2 separate regions of the Mus musculus genome follow, and region 2 is linked to region 1. A link is a contact called in public promoter capture Hi-C data. All regions are on one chromosome and are shown on one strand. The core of a region is the stretch at or near the end of the contact, and the rest is flanking DNA. Distances in the headings are between cores, read along the strand shown.

Evidence for each region. Promoter capture Hi-C pulls out the DNA fragments that hold promoters and counts their contacts.
Region 2: a contact with region 1 is called in a promoter capture Hi-C map of liver, with 3 times the contacts expected there. The contact joins the promoter of Tuft1 here to the promoter of Riiad1 in region 1. A contact is called at or near these places in 9 of 39 promoter capture datasets (the 3T3-L1 cell line, cranial neural crest, embryonic stem cells and 5 more), 4 of 115 datasets of contacts at active chromatin or transcription factors (embryonic limb bud, neural tube, pancreatic cancer cells and 1 more) and 2 of 9 other capture datasets (adipose tissue and pancreatic islet).

Annotation. Positions count from the first base shown.
Region 1 is chr3:94,470,384-94,477,400 of GRCm38.p6, forward strand. It overlaps Riiad1 (regulatory subunit of type II PKA R-subunit (RIIa) domain containing 1), which reads right to left and starts at 3,208. Exons shown (of 7, transcript NM_025506.2): 1 at 3,113-3,208; 2 at 2,868-2,936; 3 at 2,439-2,539; 4 at 1,780-1,856. The coding sequence starts at 2,931.
Region 2 is chr3:94,656,392-94,663,408 of GRCm38.p6, forward strand. Tuft1 (tuftelin 1) reads right to left here and starts at 2,481. Exons shown (of 13, transcript NM_011656.3): 1 at 2,334-2,481. The coding sequence starts at 2,393. It also overlaps the pseudogene BC021767.

The DNA of each region.
Region 1 (7,017 bases), core at 1,958-4,457:
GCACTCGGGAGGCAGAGGCGGGCAGATCTCTAAGTTTGAGGCCAGCCTGGTCTACAGAGTGAGTTCCAGGCCAGCCAGGACTATATAATTAAACTCTGTCTCAGATTCATCATTACCTCCCTTTTATAGTGTCACTGGGGGATGGGAGGGGGTCACCAAATGTTACCAAGATGCCATCACAGTATAAATACGTAGAGGCACACATGGTACCACCAGCTTGGAACATTAAACCAGTAACATAAACCAAAGATTGATCACCATCACAATGCAGTTTGGTGACTGCCGACATGAGAAAACAAACCAGTCCCTAGCAATGGACACCAGCATTACTTTAACCTTGCTGATTGGCTGGAGTCAAACAGAATTCAAGGTAGTACTCTTGTTTCCGTTCACATTGCTCCATGATTCCTCAGATCTTTGCCTGTTACCCCATTAGGAGATTATTTTGAGACAGGGTCTCACTATGTAGCCATGGCTGGACTTCTCTATGTAGATCAAGCTGGCCTCAGACTCACAGAGATCCACCTGTCTCTGACCCCCATGTGCTGGAATTAAATAGAGGATTAGTGTCTTAGATCCAACGCCTTCACCACCTGGCCTTTCTGCATTCTCAGATTTATTTAGATGGAATACCCTGAAGAAGCCTGTTCTAGGACACCCTGGGAAATGGAAATTTTATTTGTTTCTTTATTGATGTTTGGCTTTTTGAGAGAGGGTTTTACTCTGTCATCAGACTGGCCTTGAACACACAAATCTTCCTGCCTCTGACTTCCAAATTTCGGGGCCATGAGATTGCCATCAAACTTGGAAAATATTATTACTTTGCCCTGATACTTTCTCTCTCTCTCTTTGGTTTTTAGAAATAAGGTCTCACTAATGTAGTCCAGGCTGGCCTTGAACTTGCGATCCTCTCCCCAAGTGCTGCGGTTACTGGCTGGAGCCCATACCTTGGCTCCTTGGCATTTTTCTACAGTGTTCCCAGGTAGGCAAAGGAGCACTATTGGAACCCTATCCTCCTGTGGGAGAGAACAGTGTTTTACACTGATGCCTGCCTGCTGCTCCCCAATGCCACATACGCTCTCCCAGGGACATGCAATGTATGTTTGTCTTTACAGGTGAAGCAAATTAACATTATGGTTTTAAAGAGTGTAGAGATAACTGAAGAAAACTCACAAGTGTCGGAGTTACAAACGGTTGACTCTTGGGAATTCTCTGACTTTTTTTTTTTTTTTTTAATTCTCTAACTTTTAAGAGGTCAAAACCAAGATGCCCTGGGATGGTGTGGTCGAAAGAATCATCACAAGTTTAAGGTTAGCCTATGCTACATAATGAGTTTGTGTTCGAAGCCACTCTGGGCTATATGAGACTCTGTTTTTAAAAATCAATAAATAAATCAAAGGAAAAGGAACAGTTTTGAGTCTGGGTTTCACTGTGTAGCTCAGGCTGGCCTCAAACTGAAGGTTCTCCCTGTGTGGCTTTAAGAGTTTGTCTAGGGCTGGAGAGATGGCCCAGTGGTTAAGAACACCAACTGCTCTTCCGAAGGTCCTGAGTTCAAATCCTAGCAACCACATGGTGGCTCACAACCATCCATAATGAGATCTGACGCCCTCTTCTGGTGCGTCTGTAGACAGCTACAGTGTACTTAGATAATAAATAAATCTTAAAAAAAAAAAAGTTTGTCTAAAGAAAGAGGCACACATAGTAATCCATTCATCTATTCCCAGCCACCTTTGTAAAGTTCTTACTAGCTCCCCAATGCCAGCCTGTCAAGCCACCTACCTGAAGAAGCCGCTGATGAGCAGAGACACCTCTTTGTGGGTTCTCAAGTACTTTTCATTTGCGATCCGAGTCTGGATCTGGGGAGCAACAACCAGGAGTCAAGATCTAGTGAGACAGCTCCAGGATTCAACCCTCAAAGGACACGTTAAGTTGTGTGGGGTGCGGGGGAGTGAACATAAGCCAGGTCTTTTCCTAGAGTGCTTGAAAGCTGTCTTCGGATTTTCTCTTGAGGTAACCTCATTTCTTTTCTCTTCTGGAAGAAATTCATATTGCCTGGGCTGGGCTGGAACTTGCTGAAGTTGGCCTTGAACTCTAGATCCTCTTGCCGCTACCTAGGGCGTGCTAGTTAATGCAGGTGGGGATGAGGTGAAGGGGATTGAAACCCAGTGGTCTGTGCATGCGAGGCAAGCACTCTGCCAACTAAGCTACACCCACTGTCGCTTCTCTGGCCAGACCCCTATCTGGTTCGCCTTGCACTTTCAAGTGCCTGGAGGGTTGGGTTCACGGTCACTCCATCTAGTCCTCTGGCACTTAGCTGGGGGAACAGGCCCCGTGCCCCGTTCCCCTTTCTCGGGACCTTCCTCCCTGTTTAATGGACCTCAGACTTGAGGAGCTTCACTTTGATAGAAACGGGTTTTAGGCGACGCCGACTCACGCACCTTGAAATCTCGCAACTGCTCCAGTTGCTCCGGGTTCAGCGTTCCGGGATCCGGCCCCACTATCCCATGGCCTCTGGTCTCCATCAAGCACACTCGGTTGTCTAGGCGACAAGCCGCCCAGTAACAAAGACCCGCCCCGCTGCCCGCCCCGCCCCTTTATAAAACCAATCCTTTCCAGGCAAGGAAGGCCTAGTCGCACCGAGGGAAGCAAGGGCAATCTAGCTAAATCAACTTGGACTTGGAGACTTCAGGGGAGTACTTTTCTCAGACTTAAAGACTGAGCTGAATTGTATATGAAATGAGCCTTTCTTCTTGATCCCACTCGCCCGACCTCAAATCGTGCATTTTCTTAGCTAGAGGAAAACCACTGAAGAGGTTCCTAGCTCAGGGTCCCCCAGAACCCAGCTCCCAACTTGGGCAGGCACTGACTGTGCTTGCCGAAAGAAATCCAGGCTTCTTCTCTTCCCTCTGGCGCAGAAGCCGAGCATTCCATCTGTTCTGTAGACAGACAGTAGATATTGAAGTCCTGGATTCCTAAAATATGAAATCACCCCAGAGCATGGTGGGATCCAAGCTCTGTAATTCTCAAACTCAGACTGCGGGACCTGGGTGGTACTCGGGCGGAAGTTCCCTTCTTGGAATGACTTCCTCGGGTAGATTAATTTTCTCTTCACCTTAGGCTCCTCATAAATTGTAAATTATTTCTCTCACTTTCAACTGAATTTAAAAAGGAAAGGAAACTAATTGGCTGCAAGATTTGTTTTTCTAGTATCTATTTAGAAGGGTAAATGAAACATAAAACCACAGTTCTTAAAATAGTTGCCTGGAAAGGGCAGGAGCCTGTCTGTCAACACACACACACACACACACACACACACACACACACACACACACACACAAGCTTTCCCTGTTCAGAAATATGGTGCCCAGCAGAGACCTTCAGAGAGGCATCAGAGGAGTTTGGGATTCATGAACAATCCCCACCCCCAATCCTGCCCCATGCCCAAGCCAAGACACAGCATGAGAAAACAGCTAAATGATATGTCAAGGAGGGATCTCTCTGTGATCTGAAGGCCTCCACCAGAGCAGCAGAAACAGAAACAGCGTTAACAATCCCAAGCCCATAAGCAGGTGAATCAGACTGTGGCTATAAGCCTCTTCCTAGAGGCCCATATGGGTTAGCAATCGTTTGGATTGTTTATCTGTTTTTTTTTTAGGCGATCGAGTTAATAGTGAGGGAGATAAGCTGCCATCTGCCAGAAGCACTGTTTCACCAGCAAGAGCAGAGGTTACTAAAGGGTGATAGTTTCTGTTGGAGGGAGAGACTAAGATAAAATCCATATAGACTTGTAGCTAGTGTGTCTGGCACAGTCTCTCAGTTCCCAAATGCTTGAAATGCGGCTATGTTAGATATGCCAGACATTTAACATGCACTCTGGATCCTGAAGACTTAATGGAAGAAAATAATGCAAACTGTTTCAATAACTTTATATGCATTGCATGTTCAAATAGTGTTTTGAAAATAGTAGGTTAAATAAAATCTTTCTGTGCACATGTGTGTGTGTGTTGTGTTGTGCACATGTGCATGTGTGTGCTGTGCACATATGTAGAAACAAGAGGTCCTCACCCCGTGTTAGTCACGCACTATTTGACCTTACACTGAGCCTGGAGCTCAGTGACTGGCCAGGAAGGCCTGGGGTGCAGGAGTCCACAGATGTCCACATTCTCCGCTGCCCCAGCGAGGGAAGCACAGACTCAAGACAGCACCCAGCATTTTACGAGAGTGCTGACGCTTTTGACTCAGGACTTCCATCTCCCCAGTCCTTTAAGATGATCTCTAATCAAAATAAGGTCTCGCTGTAGCCCTGACTGGCCTAGAACTCACTGCACAGACCAAGCTGGCCTCGAACTCACAAGAGCTCTCTGCCTGTGTCTGTTTCCTAAGTGTGGGGATCAAAAGTGTGTGCCATCATTCAGCTCCATAAAATTATTTTTCAAAGTAACTTCACAAGCTAGACACAGACAGTGGGTTATATCTGTAACCTCAAGGACTTGGAAAGTGGAGGCTGGAAGACCAGAAGTTTATCTTGGGCTACATAGTGAGTTCCAGGCCAGCTTGGGATACAGGAGACCCTACTCCAAATAAACAAATACACAATTATTTAAAAGTCAGTAAACAAGTACACACCTTTATTCCTAGCACTCCTGAGGCAGAGGCAAAGAGGGTCTTCATGAGTTTGAAGCCAGTATGGTCTGTGTATCGAGTTCCAGGACAGCCAGGGCTACATAGTGAGATCATGTTTCAAAAAACAAACAGGCAGTAAACAAGCCAGCAAGATGGTCAATGGGTAAAACATCCCATAAACCTCAAGTCCCAAATTTGATCCCCGAACCCCAGTAAAGGAGGAAGGAATTAGAGGATCCACTCTTGAGAGTCCTTTGACCTTCACACACACACTGTGGCACACTCACCCCATACACAATAAAATCATAATAGTGAAGATAGAAGAAGAAGAAGAAGAAGAAGAAGAAGAAGAAGAAGAAGAAGAAGAAGAAGAAGAAGAAGAAGAAGAGGAGGAGGAGGAGGAAGAGGAGGAGGAGGAGGAAGAGGAGGAGGAGGAGGAATAGGAGGAGGAGGAGGAGGAAGAGGAAGAGGAAGAGGAAGAGGAAGAGGAAGAGGAAGAGGAAGAAGATAGCAATGTAAAATCAATAACCTGTTGGGGGCTTGTTGTCTTTCTATGTAGCCCTGGCTGTGGTGGAACTTGCTATGTAGACCAGGCTGGCCTGGAACAGAGATTGCCTGCCTCTACCTTCCAAGAGCTGGAATTAAAGGGATGTGCTACCATTCTTAACCCTATTTTTATATGTATAGGTGTCTTCCTGCATGTATATTTGGGTATCATGTATGTGTATTGCTGTGGAGGCCAGGAAAGGGCCTAAGGTCTCCTGGAACTGGAGTTACATGTGATTGTTAGTTGTGATATAGGTGCTGGGAATTGAACCTGGGTCCTCTGAAAGAGCAGCCAGTGGTCTTAACTGCTGAGCCATCTCTCCAGCACCTTAAAGTCAGTAATTTTTTTTAATACATAGCAACTTAGCTTTGGCTGAAGAGTAATAGGAAAGAGTGAGCTTTGGAAAAATCCCCTGGGGGAATTACAGCCTGAAGCCTCCTTTCCCCAGAAAGAGGGTCCCAAGGATGGGCTTCTGAGTCACAGAGCTCCTTAGTCGTTACCTCACAGAGCTGCCATCCCCTCAGAGTGACAGAACTTCAGAGACATACCCATAGCCACTCAGCTAGGAGAGTCTCCGGAGTACCCTCTACCCTCTCTCAGACCGTACCAATATAGACTGGACACTAAGCAAAGGATTGAAAATTCTTTGCTGACTCTAGCTCTCTCCAAGTTGCTGCCTGGGAAAAGGAACAAGAGGGGTTCATTGAAATTCATTTTTGTGAATGTTTAATATTTCGATTAATGTGATTAGGCTCGAGCCTGAATGGGCAGCAGGGCGGCAGATCTGCTGAGAAGACACAGGGTAATGAGATCAGTGGGCCTGTCAGCGGGGTCTCCCACATTCACAGGGCGTGATCTGTTTAGCGTCTCCATAAATGTCAAGATCAGATTAGAAGGCAAGAATGGAGAAGTGGGGGTGGGGCAGGTGAATGGAAAGTTACTGTGGAGAATTACAGCTTTCAACTTCCTGGTCCCCTGGCACTCCCATGGCATCTCCAGGCCACTCAGTGTGGAGTCTCCTATGACCTCACCCTCCCAACACATTTTAGGGCACCCTACTGGGAGGGCCTGAGCATCTGCATGATGAAGTGTAACCAAGGCTCTGCACATACATTCACTTCACTCACATATATATTTATATACACCTCACCGAATCTAGCTTCAGGCTACAGAGAGCCAGATTAAAGGAGTCAGAAGCAGTCAGTAGGGAACAGGGCAGTAGCAGGAAGCACAAAGTCTTCCTCAATGTTTCAGTGAGCACAGAGGTAAAGAAAGGCCAGGTTCACATCAGTTCATTCCTGCAAGGCTGGGTGTGGGCATTCAGTGCCTGACCTCAGGCCCCACCTTGCCCAGGCTGGAATCTTACGAAGGTGTTTCTAGCTGTGTGATCTTGGCGAGTTATTTAATCACTCTGTGTCTTAGTTTCTTGATCCATATCATAAAGGGTGGTCTAGCACATTTGGGACAATCCCTAGGATGTGGCAGTGTTATTTCAGTTTCAGAGGAGGAACCTGCTTGCTGTGATAACTCAGGAATGGAGGCCTCTGGGATGCATCTGGGAGTCTCAGAGACAGCTGCTCCACCCTGGGCAGAAGGGGAAGCAGGGTGTTCTATGGAAGCTGCCAGTGGAGAATGGATGGATGGTGAGCCAGGATTGCTATCACAGAGAGCTGATGCCAACAGACACATGGGGCAGGTATGGGGCTGGAGCACAGAGGGCCAACCTGGAACATACAACCAGGTTTAGAAGTATAACTGTTTTGGAGAAAAATAGTTTCTATTTTTTTTTTTTTTTTTTTTTTGCCTCCTTTCATCTGACTCTGAGATCTACTCTAGGAACCCAACCA
Region 2 (7,017 bases), core at 1,231-3,730, 190 kb after region 1:
ACAAATGCTTGTCTGGTGTGGCCAAAGACCTGGGTTCAACTCCCAGCACCACATAAATCAGTTGAATCGTTTCCTTGCTCACAGCTTTTGCACCCTCACTGAGCATGCTCAATGGTATGAGTACATGACTGACGACATGACAGGTTCCCAGGGACTGTCCAGAGCCATAAATTTTATTTACAGGTTGGCTCAGAGGAGAAGAATCCAGGACAAAGCCTGCCTCCTGACTGACTGATTGTTTACTCTCTGCCCTTCCTCATGAGCCCAGGAATGTCTCCAAGAGTAAACCAGGCAAGGGTTATTTCACTCCTGGCTTTATAATAAAATAAGTCTCTCTATCTCCCTCTTTTGTTTTTTTCCCAAGACATGGTTTCTCTGTGTAGCCTTGGCTGTCCTGGAACTCACTCTGTAGACCAGGCTGGCCTCAAACTCAGAAATCCACCTGCCTCTGCCTCCCAAGTGCTGGGATTAAAGGTGTGCGCCACCACCGCCCAGCCATAAAATAAGTCACAAGTCTAGTCTGTCTCCCCTCTGACATATTGCTATTTTCTACCTCTGCTTTCTGTCCCAACAAACAAGAAAGAAAAGCATCAAGGGACAGCAACGGGTGACATATCCTTCTCTGTACTGCCAGGATTGTGGTTTTAAAGATCCTTCTTCTATATGAGGTGGGTCTTTTTTCTACGTCTAAAAGAAGCTCATGGGTCTAGAGAGATGGCTCAGTGGTTAAGAGAACTGTCTGCTCTTCCAGAGGTTCTGAGTTCAATTCCCAGCAAACACATGGTGGCTTACAACCATATGTAATGGGATCTGACGCCTTCTTCTGATGTGTTTGAGGACAGCTACAGTGTATGCATAAAAATACAATAAATGATTCTTCTTCCTCTTTCTTTTTTTTTAAAGCCCATGACCCCTTTTATTCATTCCATGTTCTTTCCCTGACTCAACCATTCCAAAGCACCAAGAGCATGGAGCACTTGAGGCTGGGACAATAGGATATGACTAGTTGTTGGCTGGACTTTGGTTTTGTTTATCTGATTTGGTCAACCTCTCTTACCTGGGGTAGGCTGGGGGGTGGGCTGGGCTTTGGGCAATGTCAAAACTTGTAATGTGAAAGAAACCTCCATATTTCTAGGCAAAAATGTCGAAGGAGACAGTGAACAGACTTCAATGATCAGCTGTACTCTGAACTTCAAATGAGCACCCATTCTACAACAATTCTTTGAAGAGCCATAATCCAGCTGTAGCTGGGTTAGCTTTGCCTCAAGGACATGCTGAGACAGGCAGGCGCATAGGAATCAGATGGGGGGGGTGGGGGCGCAAACTCCCCATCACTTTGGCTCTCATTTCATTCTCCACAACAACTTGGAAATAAATTAATTAGCACAGATCTATGGAGTATTTGGATCCCCCAGCAACGACTAGAAACATGCAGCATCAAATTACAGGCCTTTCCCTCTGGAGAGAAAAAAAAATATGTGGTCAGTTGAGGGTGGCATAAAGGGAGTGAGGGAGTGAGGAGGGCATAAAGGGAGCAGGGCAGACTGGATTGCACTGGAGAATGCCCCCTCTCTCTCCCTAACCCACTCCAGGTGGGTTCAGTTCTCCACTGGAGTTCCGCAGCATCCCCTTATTCCCCTACAGGGACTTGGCATCTGGACATGAAAGCAAAACCAAGGAAGCTACTGGCTGGCTGAAAGGGGGTTGGGGACCAGAAAAGCAAGATTTAAAAAAAAAAAAAAAGGAGAAATCCAAAAGAGGTGACCGTCGAGCGGAGAGCTCCATAAATCCTCTGGGCGAAAGGTAGAATCTGGTACCAATTCCGTAGTTGTCTGAGACCTATCCCGCCCACTCATGCTCTCCCCTCTCTCCTAGGATTCGACCCTCTGCCCCCTTTCCTAGTAAAAGGATCGCCATCACAGAAGTCTTTGAAGGGGTTCTGAGGCCATCGGGAAACGCGAAAAGGCGTAACCCACCTGGGCCGGCGCAACGTCCGAAACAGCGCAGGGATCCGGTCCCTCGAGCGTCTTCCACGACCCAATCTAGCTGCCCACGAGACGCCTGAGTAACGCGCCCCATGCCCGAGCCGGGGCTACAGTGTCCGCGCCAAGGACAGGACCTCCCCAGCCCTGGAGCTGCCAGTGTTTCGTCCTGTGCTTCCCACTCCACAGTCCGCCACAGGGCAAAGGAAAAAGCCCACGGAGCGACGCGGGGCTGACCGCACTGAGCCCGGCGTCAGGTGAAATGGGCTACCTGAGCCTGAGGCACGCGAGCGGCGGAGCTGGAAAGCCACTGTGCCTGAGTGGGAAGGCGGGGTGAAGGTGACGACCTACCGCGGTCTGGCTCTCCGGGTGCACGTCCACCAAGGTACACCAGTTCCGCGTCCCGTTCATCTTCACGCGGAGGTCGTATGAGCTTCCTCAACTCCGAGGTCCCGGGGAAACTAGGCCGGCAGGCGGGTGCGCGCGCGGAACCGCCCCCTAGTATAGGCGCGTCGGGGGCGGGGCTGAAGATGGGCCACGCCCAGGGCGGTATTTATCAATGAGGTAGAGCGGAAGCGAGAGGTGGGCGGTGCCAAGAGGCTTCAGGACTCGCCTACCCGTGCTATGGACGATTTACGTAAAGGTGAGGCTTGGGAGTGAAGGTCGGGTGACCGCTTAGGAATTTTACTAAGGGTACGACAAGGTATCTTGTGGTATCTCATTGGTCTTTTTCCTTTCAGTTTTCCAGGTTCGGTGCGGGAAAGAATCGGTCTGGTCGTCTGAGTTGGGGCTTGCACAAGCTTCTGTGGTCTTTCCTGAAATGTAAGCCAGCCTGTAGGCTTTTTAGAGCTGAGTACATCTTTCCTCAGAGTTCTACCACACAGGTAGAAAGGCAGGCACCAAAGACCAGCTCACTCGGACTAGTCTAAGCCAGTCTGGCAGGTGCTTTTTCCTGGCAAGTAGCCCAGGTCGAAGTCAAAGCCAGCTAAGCTCTGGGTGGGGCTTGCTTTGCAGAAACTAGACTTATATGGTAGGGAGAGGCGGGACACATGACCTTAAAAGGAATTTGCACCCTAGAGAAAGAGTCTTAGTGGCACCAAAGGCAGTTGCTTCCCAAGCTTAGGCTGGGATCTTGAGGGCTGACCTCTGGTAGAAGGCTATCTCACTGTGTGATGGTCACAGGGACAGCAGGCGCGGTGTGTAAGGTCTAATCCGATTGAATAGGCAGTACCACTAGAGGTAGCAATTCGTTTTGGTGAACATCTAGGTCCTTAAAGTGTTAGGGTGGGTGTGGGGAAACGAGGTGGGCGGGGACTAGACTGGACTCTGAGTCACTTGCCAGTGATGAATGGATACAAAGCTCTGTCTATACCTGGAAGATAATCACTAGGGACATCAGTGACCAGAATAGGAGAAAAACTCAATTCTGGTCCTTTCTCTATCCTCAAAAAAGGCATTTGTGGTTCTTTGACTGGGAAAGCCCCCCCCCCCCCCACCAGGCTCGGTCATTTGAATACCTGGTTTCCAGTTGGAGGTACTAATTGGGGGATTGCGGAAATGTAGTTTCGCTGGACAACCAAGTCACTGGGGCAGGCTTTGAGAGTTCAAAGACTCCCACCATTCCTACTTTGCTCTCTGCTTCCTGCTTGTGGTTTGAGATCTCAGCTATCACCTTTCTACCATGATGGCGATGACCTCTTACCCCTCTGGAACTGTAGGCTCAAATACACACCTCTTTATTTAACCTGTCTTGACTGTTGTTTTCTATTACAGCAGCAGACAAGTAACTCATACAGCACTCTGTATAAGCTATTCCCAGAGCTTCTTAGGACAGGATGGTTCTACTACAAGTAGTCTGTTTCCTAGATGCCTGATCAGCCACAAGAGACCTCTAAAAAATGAGCTAAAGCCTCATTTTAATGTACAGTTTCAAGGACTCTTGGAATAGGATCTACTTGGCAGGGAAAGGTGCCTGTGGCCAAGCCTCCTGACCACTTGTGTTCAATCCCAGGATTCACACTGTGGAAAATGAGAAAAGATGTTCTATCTCAAAAGTTGTTTTCTGACCTCTACAAATGTAGTATTCACATGTGTACACACACACACACACACACACACACACACACACACACGTTAAAAAAAAGAGAGAAAAGAAAAAAAAACTTTTGGAGTAGGCCTTCAAATTAACCAGAAAAATGAAGACAAGAATTTCATATAGATATGCCATTTTTAATATTTAATTTAAAATTAAACCAAGGCTGGATTGGGAGAAAATATCTGATCTGCAGAATATCTTCTTTTAAATCATGATATAGAAGTCATTGATGAGACCAGAACTTACTTTGGAGATAAGAGGCAAACCATCCCCATTACCTTCACCCACAAGAGCTTGGCATGCCCCAAAACTCAAAGGAGGAATATATTCTCCATGACCCCTTCCCATCTCTACTGAGAGTCAGCTTCCAACCCCAGGCGAGGCTCTGAAACAGGGCCCACTTCTTGAGAAAAGCAAGGATCTGTTGGTTCCCACAGAAGCTGGGCACATCCGAGAAGCCATAAGGAGGCCACAGGGACTAGATGTTTGAACTTTAGAACCTGTATCAACAGTTGCCATGGTTCCCAGGTACAACCACCTTATGGTAGCATCCTCAGTCACAGAGGGCAAGGAAGATGGAAACCCTGGGCAGAACCAGTCCCCACCACCTTACCAGGCCTTTCAAAGCCCTTCTCCCAGGGGCTGCTTGGCAGAGCAGCCTGTAGCTGCTCAGTCACTGGGGTAGGAGGACAGGCTGAGGGCCCCCAATGAGGAAAGGCTGGTCTTTGGAGAGGTATGAATGTGCAGGTTTATAAAAGGCAAGAATAGCATCCTCATCCATCTCACACTGGTAAGGCACTGAGAGTAAAGCAGCAAGGCAGGGATGGAAAAGAAAGACACACGATCTCCTGGACCCAGTGACTGGGGGAAAACAAAAATATTGCAACTGAAGAGATGCTAGGACCAATGACTGTGCAAAAAGAAGTATCTGAGAAGTGGGTAGCGCCACGCCTGCATGTCCATTACCCATAATGTTCCCTCCCTGCTCCAGAGTGGGAGGGAAAACAGTTGTGGGGATCCAGGGAGCAGAACAACATTGGGTATTTCCCTGAGCCATATGGTTAAATATTAAAGAAATAAAGCTTTACATACATGGCAATATCCATCCCTTCCTGTCCTTCACAGTTCCAGTCAGTGTATATTCTGACCATTAGTCCCACTGTAAGGGATGATGGAGAGGTCCTATAGGAAGGACTGACTCAGCAGGACTAAACACCCACTCCTCCAGTGAAAAGAACAAGTGCACCCATCCGCTCATTGCCAATGTTTATCACCATCACTCTGACCCGTACCAGTCTTAAGTCTGAATTGGATCACTTGTAGAAAAAAAAAAAAAAAAAAAAAAGACTCCGAAGCAGGCAAGACAGAGCAGAGCAGAGCAGGGCTGGCTGGGATAGGCTTGACCACAAGCCCGTTTGTGGTCCTGAGCAGAGCCTGAGCTAACATGAGCTAGTCTGCAGGTTGCTCTCAGTAAGCAGTGATGCAATGGATGAGGGGTCGTAGACGTTGTCAAACTCCTCATCAGAGCTCAGCCCCTCTTGTTTGAGGGCTGACTCAGCAGCTGAGCGGGAAGCTTTCCGCCTGAGTCAGAGAGAAAAGGAACAGACTGAGACAATCACACTTTCGTACTAAAGAAGTCATTCTTCTAAGACCTAATACTACTCACATGGTCTCCTGCTAGTCAGGGACCTAGGAAGATAAAGTGAAGGACAGAGGCTAAGATACTAAGAACTAACCATACTGACTTCTAGGCAGGATAAGGTACTACATATTTCCCCAGCTTGGGAGGGACCACTCCCTACTCCCCAAGAGCGCGGTGCAGAAGGGGGTACAGAAGGGCTGCCATATCATACCAGGCATCCTTTTCCAAGGATTTGATCCGGGCTTGGAGCTGTTCATTGACCTCATGCTGTTCCTCCAGTTCCCGCTGTGCCTTCTTCCTCAGGCTGTCCAGCCGCTCAATTTCCTCTTCTGCTTCATCCACCTGCCGCTTCAAAGCCTTCACCCTCAGGGTTAGCTAAGCAGAGTACCATGTCCGCACATTACAAAAGCATCAACTACCAAGGGATGGGACCTCCCTTGCAATGACTCTCAGACAATCCATATACTCTCCCACCTCCCCAACTCGCACTGTAACCTTGTGTAAATTCTCCAATCTCAGGGAAATTTCTGAGAAGGGTTAGGGAGCTGAGAAGATAGTGCAGACAATGAAATGTGTGCCATGCAAGCATAGAATCTAAGTTCAATCTCCCTAGGGTACACTAGCCAGCCAGACAACCTTAACCTATTTGGCTATTTGGCAAATTCCAAAATTTTTTTGAGACTTTGCCTCAAAAAAAAAAAAAAAAAAGGCTGGAATATGCTGAGGGATAACACCCAAGGTTGTCCTCCAGCCTCTAAACACATGTGCACATTTGTACATGTGCACACACATATGCACCCCACACAAGCACAACATGAAAGCTATTCAATGAAGTAATGAACATAGAACACTTAGAGAAACCAGCACACTCAATAGAGGTCATGACTACTCTTGAGCTAATCTTGGTCCTTCCAAAAGCAAAATGTAAGTGTGGAAGACTTATGGGGGATGGTGGCCTCCCCTGGCCTAAGAGAACCCTGGGTGTCATGTCGTCACCTGGTCCTTCTGGTCGTTGACATGCTGCCATTCATCATCAATCTGGATGGAGAGCTCCTTAACCCTCCGTTCTAGTTTGCGATTGGTGGACTGCAGAACTGTCTTCTCTCTAAGAGAGAGAAGGAAGGCAAGGGCGCTCTATGGCTGTTGCTATTGCTAAGGAAGTCTTTACTTAGCACTGTACTGCCTCCAAAGACATCTCTGTCCTGAGCTTCACCAGTAGATGGGGAAGATCCAGGAAGACAGAAGCCATTCACACCCCAGAATTTCCACAGCTCTACTCTCTATCAAGACCAAGAGGG